Regions from separate parts of the Mus musculus genome. Here region 2 is linked to region 1. A link is a contact called in public Hi-C data. All regions are on one chromosome and are shown on one strand. The core of a region is the stretch at or near the end of the contact, and the rest is flanking DNA. Distances in the headings are between cores, read along the strand shown.

Region 1 (3,391 bases), core at 394-2,893:
TATTCTTCCCGGGTAGAGCCTGAAGAAAGAGAGCAGTCATCTGGGCATGGTGGTGCAGGCCTTTGTTCTCAGCACTCCAAAGGCAGAGGCAGCAGATTTCTGTGAGTTCCAGCCCAGTTGGAGCTACACAGTGAGAACCTGCCTAAGAATAAATAATAATAATTATTAATAATAATAAAACGAATGAATAAATAAATAAATGGAGAGAAAAGGGAAGGGAAGGCTTCATGTGGGATGAATCTCCACGTTCTTTTCCCGAGGACTTGCTACATTTAATGTTAGTCTCTCTCTCCTAAAACTACTGCTTAGTTTATCATTTGAAGCTGGTATCCATTGCACACTGGAAATGGAAAGGAAATCCCGTGCACACATTTGGGAGGTAGCTGTGAGTCTGTGTGTATTCTTGCGAGCAGAATGGATCCAGCCCAGAAGTTTAAGCTGTGCAGCACTCGAGAGTGTGGAATTCCCTTAAGATCCAAAGGCCATGGAGTATTCTTCAGAGGACTGCGTCGCATATTTCCTGTGTATCTTGTTTTGTCTGGGGACTGCTCCACAGAACTCTGCCATCTGTAGTGGGTGGCAACTATATCTCAGTCTTGAAGAATTCATCTGTTCATTTTCTTTCTTTCCCTGACTTGATGACACCATTGTGGTTACTTCTCCTCCCTCCCCAATCAATAACATCTCATTTTCCATTATTACATCTTAAGTATATTGCAGTGGCTGCAAGCTGTTACATTTTCATTTTGGTAATGTGATGGTTGGAAAAATCTGTCAGGAAACAGTCGCAGGAGTTCAAGTCCTCTGAAGCTGGGCTGCCTTCCAGATGAGTCTGTCTAGATGGTGGAGGATCCCTACCTGCCCACATTTCGGCAACATTAGCTCGCCAGCCTATACCACCTTTAAGACCCTGGAACTCTGGACAAAGTCACCTGCCCATGTGGGCAGAAGGATCTCCCAGAGCCTAGGTTCCTGTCTCCTCTCTAGCTAATGCTTCTTTGTTCTATATTCCAAAGACTATTAGGGTAGTTTAGATGCAGTGTCTCATTGCTGTTGAGAAATCACGAGTGACGGGTGTGACTGTAAGGTATGATGGATACCTGTCATCCCAGCACTCAGTAGACTGAGGCAGGAGACTAGAAAGTCTGAGATCAGCCTGGGCTATAGAGGAAGATCCCGACTCTAAACAAAAACAACAATAACTCTATCAACCCAAACTACCCAGGGCTTTCTAAATCAATCTTTAGCTAAATATGAGAGCGCCATTCTATACACAGTGACTAGATCTGGGTCACAAGGGTGTCCAAGGGGAAGCAATCTCCCTAAGAGCCATTCGTCATAAAGCATTTCGCTGCTGATATTAATATCTAATGGAAATTCCTTTTTTTTTTTTTTTTTTTGGTTGGGAGAGGCCCTTACCTTTTAATAATGCCTTTTCAGGTTTGAAGAAGTGCATCAGCCATTGCTGGAGCGTTTCTTGTAAGGGCACTTAACTGGTTAGGGGAGGTGTAATGAGGAGGAGTGTGGTTTGGGAGTGATTGGTGAGCACTGCAGAGCTGTGGCTGGAGTGTGGTTATATCTGATCCAGCACTGGCAGCGAGTGAGCTGGCGTCGCTTGTGGTGCTTCTGGGATGATGACTGGCAGCTGGGTGCACAGCAAGCTCACCTTCTCCATTTTCCTTCCCCACTGGCTGCTGTCTTAGGGGAAGAACTGTAGCCATTCATCATTTTGGACATTTAACGGCTTTCTTTTTGGGGGAGGTGTGTCTCTACATTTGCAGTTGAGACAAACGAGCATTTGTTTCCTTCTGCTAGGTGCAGTTTTACACTTCTTTTCACAGCAAAGGAAAACTCTGAGGTGAAGGTTAAGCTTTGAAAGAAGAACGCGAACTGAGTTCGGTGTGAGGCTGGGCTGCCTGGTTGGTTCTTTCCCCTTGAAACCTTCCCTTTCTTGGCTCTTATTTTCTCCAGGACTATTCTATCAATCTTTTGTCTCCTAATACTTACGTCTTGAGTCTGTTAATTTTTTTATGTTAATGATGTAATGTGTACCTCTAGTAGTATCTTGTCGTTGAGTTAGCAAAGTACCACCTACTTTGGAAGCTTAAAGCAACAGAAACGTGTTTCTTCCAAGTTCTGGGAGCAGAGGAGTCCAATATCAGCATCCACTGGGCTGACAGCAAGGTTGTCAGCAGCACAGCCTCACAGTGGCTCGCATCTTAGACGGTGGAGAGCCAAACAAGCTTAGTCAAGATGTAAAAGAGTGAGGAAAGATTTACTGCCTGTACTAGGTAAGGAGAAGCCAGGATTCCACCCCTACCCTCACCCCCAAGCAATGTCCTTTTCCAACAAAGGAAACATGGGGATTTTATTGGGGAGTCTCTGAATATTTACACAGGAAGGCAGTTTTGAGGCAAGCATAGTCCTGTGCATGCTCAGCCTATAAGTGCATTCCTGAGCAACCTCAGTTGAAGGGCATTATTCGAGAAGGCAAGAGAGTGGCGGGTATTTTAGCTCAAGGTCTTAGCAGGCGTGTCTGAAAGATTAGAATGGTGGGCACTTTTGGGTGTGCTCAACTCTGTCAGACAGGTTGTATCTGAAAATGGAAATGGTTCAGTGAACCAGAAATTTACCACAAAGGTGTCTGTCTCACTTGATGTCAAGTAGCAGACCTGGGTTCTCTCTGGGGATTTCTGCTGGCTGATAGCATGGACATGGGCACCTGCAATCCCAGCTTTGTGGGGGATGACTTGATCCTAAGAGGTCCAGGCCAGCCTGATGGTGGTGATGGTGGTGATGGTGGTGATGGTGGTGGTGGTGACTGTGGCTGTGGTGGTGGTAACAGTGACAGAACTGGGACACAGTTTCTTTGGTTTAATCAAGTCTCCTCTCTTCCTACAACTCTTTGGGTATGGGATAGCTCAGTATTAACATTAGAGGGCTAACCAAAGACACTGGAGATCCTGATCTTTGAATCCTAATATGGAAAATAAAACAAGTGCAAATGTCCAGACACAGTTATACTGACTGCATGTAGGAATGACTTCAGTGGCCCCGCATGACCTCGCCTCCTAAAGCTCTTTTTGCTCACACTCTTTTTTTTTTTTTTTTTAATTTTGTAATTATATTTAGGTACAGAAAATTTAGTGTACGTTTAACCCAAGTTAGTGGCGAGTTCTTTAGCCTTTGCTTTTTCCAGCTTGGCAATTCGAGCCACAGACTTAGGACCCAGGATATTGTCTCCCCAGTGGCAACGAATCTTATCATATATGTCATTATAATTGGTCCTAATAGCTTCCACAAGCTTAGCCAAAGCACCCTTGTTTTCTGAGTTAACCTGTGTGAAGGCAACAGTGGTGCATGTCTTCCGCCCTTGTTTTCTGAGTTAACC
Region 2 (3,391 bases), core at 623-3,122, 410 kb after region 1:
TATCTAATTTAAAAAACTATAATAATAATAATAATAAAAAAGCAAAGTTGGTAAAATGCTTTGTTCATTATGATGTACCTAGATCTTGGTATGGTTCCTGGCTGTCTTAATTAGGGTTACTATTGCTGTGATGAAACACCATAATCAAAAGCAAGTTGGTTAGGAAAGAATTTATTTAGCTTATGCCTTCACATCATAGTCCATGACTGAAGTGTAGACAGGAGCTCAAACAAGGCAGGAACCTGGAAGCAAATGCTAATGAAGAGACCATAGAGAGCACTGCCTAATGGCTTCCTCAGCTTACATTCTTATAGCACCATCTCAGGAGTAGCACCCTACAATGGATGTGGTCCTCCCCCAAACATCAATTAAGAAAACACCCAATAGATAGATCTTAGGGAGGAATTTTCTCAATTGAGGTTCTCTCTTTTCAGATGATACAAAACTAGCCAGCACAATGACAGATAAGAGGTACTGTCTAAATATTTGTCAAACCAGTGAATAAATGAATAAAATTTACTCGTCTCTGTCTAGTTTCCATCATGTTTAGAGTAAGTTCTTTTAAAAGTAGAATTTTGATGTATTCTCTGGAAACTTCATACATGTACAGAATGTACCTTGACTGTTCACCTCCCGTTTTCTTTTCCAGTTCTTTCGAGGATCCTCTACATACCTCCCACCCATCTTTATGCTTGCTTTATGTATTTTTCCCATGCTGCTTTTATGTACTTTATTTTGGAATTTTAGCATGTATTTACTTATCCTGTTACTGATTTTGAATTGTGCTAAGAGATACCTAACAAGCTTGATGTTTTTATTTATTCAATTTAAACTTCATTTCATTTTTAAATTAGCATATAAGTGATAGGTTTCCTTGTGGTATTTTCATACATACTACATTTTGATTAATCCCACTTCTTTTCCCACCTCCTTGACCCCCAGTTCCTACTATACATTTCCTTCCCTTGTATTCTTTCATCTTCACATCACATACCACACCCATATCTATCACCCTCCCACACATTCCCATAATGCCTCTTTCTTTCTGTTTCATAGGGTTCATAAAACATGAGATTATGAAATTTGCAAGAAAATGGATGGAACTGGAAATATTGTGTCAACTGAATTATTCCAGCCTCAGAAAGGCAACTATTACATGTTCTTTCTCATATGTGGTCCCTAGCCTCTAACTGATATTATGTATATGTGTGTGTGTGTGTGTGTGTGTGTGTGTGTGCATGTGGGTATGTCTTTATTTATGTATTTATGTGAAAATGAGTGTAGGTAGAGGTCCATATGCATTTATTTGATTTAGGTTTTTCTTTTGCTTCTCAGCTCTTTCCAACTCTTCACATTCCCACCTAGCCAACTCCACACCCCTTTTCTCTGTTTCTTTAAAAAAAACCAAACAGGCAGCCTGGCGGTGGTGGAACACGCCTTTAATCCCAGCACTTGGGAGGCAGAGGGGGCCAGATTTCTGAGTTCAAGGCTAGCCTGGTCCACAGAGTGAGTTCCAGGACAGCCAGGGCTACACAGAGAAACCCTGTCTCGAAAAAAACAAAACAAGCAAGCAAACAAACAAACAAACAAGCAAACAATACAAAAATTACAGATTTTTTAAAATGAAGGAAAAAACACACAGGAAACACACACACAAATGTACAAAGAAAATCCATAAAACCTACAAAATTGGAAGACATAATATATAAGAAAAAGAATAGTAAGAAAATAAAAACAAAGAAATATATGGCTGAAGAGTTTACAAAACCACAACTGAGTTCATTTTGTGTTGGCCGTCTACTGCTGGGCATGGGGGCCCCCTTTAAGTGTGGTTAATTACCCAGAGAGACTCCAGTGGAGAAAACTGTTTCTTGGCAAGCAGATGTCAGTTGCAGATAGCTTCTTGGTTAGGGATGGGAGCTCATGTCCCCTTCTCAGCCCTAGTACCCTGTGTGGCTTGAAACTGTGGATATCCTGTGCATGCTGCCACAGTCTCTGTGAGTTCATATTTGCATCAGTCCTGTTGTGTCTGGAAGGCACTATTTTCTTGGAGTCACCTTTCTGCTCTGGCTCTTACAATCGTGTCACCTCCTTTTCCTCATAGCTCCTTGAACCCTGAGGGGAGGGGTTTAATGAAGACATCCCATTTAGGACTGAGTGTTCCAAAATTTCTCAGTCTCTGCACATTACCCAGGTTTGCGGTCTTTGTGTCAGTTCCCTTCTGACAAGAGGAAGCTTCTCTTAAGTGAGTTGCTGATCACTGGCTATAGTGATATGTAATTAGGAGACATTTTATTTACGTGGTCTTTTAGTAGCATAGTAGTAGCTGATTGTCCCTATCCAGTCTCGGCGTTATACTTACAGTTAACGTAGCTTCTGCATAAGCTGCAGCAGGCCCCTAAAGCACCTGCTGTGTCCCTTTACTGATTACACTCCCACACCTTCAAGTGTGACTCTTCTGCTATTTACGTTTATTATTGCATTTATTAATTTCTGGTACTTGTGTGTAGAAACTCATTGTAGTCCACCAGGCTGTCCCTCAGATTTACGATGTACCAGAGACTGTCCTGAGCTGTCCTTGAACAGTTGGTTCTCCTTGCTTCCACTTCCCACGACCTAGTATTTCAGGCATGTGCCAGCATGCCCTGCTTCTGTTTTAAGTTGTTTACAAATGGAGAATGTTGTTTTACAATTATTTGAAATATATGTACTCCATGTACCAAGTTATGTGATAACCTAGTTACATAGTCAAAACTTACTTCTGGAGCTTATGACGGTGATGCACACCCGTACTTGCAGCCCTGGGAGGCAGATGTGAGAATTATCTCAATTTGTAGGCCAGCCTGGGCTATACAGTGAGCTCTTGTCTCAAAGGGAAAGCAACATATTATTTCTAAAACAGTAAAGTGCTGACCTAGCCAGCACCTAGCAGAAGGATTTTAATAAATCATGTTCAACTTTGAATCCACAGTGCATTAGAAATATAGTAAGTTTCACACACACATCACTAAATAGTCTCTGGCAGACCCTCAGCTCCCTACCTTCAAGGTCCTCTTGATAGCCACATACTTTGCTCTGCCCTCAGTCTCTCTCCTTGGCCAAGAGCCAAAAGGCATCAGCAATGAAACTGAATACATTGTAAATAAAATTCACCTTGTTGTGATAATATTGAAGTACAACCCAGAGTGTAAGTAAGGTACCTGTAAGGCCACAGTGATATAGAAATGATCACAGGAGTAGGAGGGAAGAGAGAGTTTTTCTGGTTAGATGTGGTATTTTTGCCCAAAGGAAATAAGAGGCTCTGTGACTCCTCATGGTGTGGAGTGTGGGCTGCTCATGGTAACTCTTTTCCAAAGAACATAGTGGAGAAAAAGAGTGAAGTGCAGAGCAA

The links. A called contact is a pair of places that touch in the nucleus more often than the background predicts.
Region 2: a contact with region 1 is called in a Hi-C map of the HPC-7 cell line, with 4 times the contacts expected there. The contact joins two enhancer-like sites. A contact is called at or near these places in 2 of 484 Hi-C or Micro-C datasets (the HPC-7 cell line and cerebral cortex) and 3 of 115 datasets of contacts at active chromatin or transcription factors (embryonic basal ganglia, embryonic forebrain and forebrain).

What each region holds. Positions count from the first base shown.
Region 1 is chr13:28,837,488-28,840,878 of GRCm38.p6, reverse strand. The region is part of intron 2 of 2610307P16Rik (RIKEN cDNA 2610307P16 gene); the gene reads left to right. Among named protein-coding and RNA genes, the nearest start is that of 2610307P16Rik, 46 kb to the left of the region's middle. Within about 2 kb of position 1,643, at least 45 of the 459 cell types and tissues checked have an H3K27ac peak or open chromatin away from gene starts, as enhancers often do. A contact at or near this core is called in the HPC-7 cell line, where this site is marked.
Region 2 is chr13:28,432,157-28,435,547 of GRCm38.p6, reverse strand. No RefSeq gene overlaps it. Among named protein-coding and RNA genes, the nearest start is that of Gm40841, 12 kb to the right of the region's middle. Within about 2 kb of position 1,872, at least 7 of the 459 cell types and tissues checked have an H3K27ac peak or open chromatin away from gene starts, as enhancers often do. A contact at or near this core is called in the HPC-7 cell line, where this site is marked.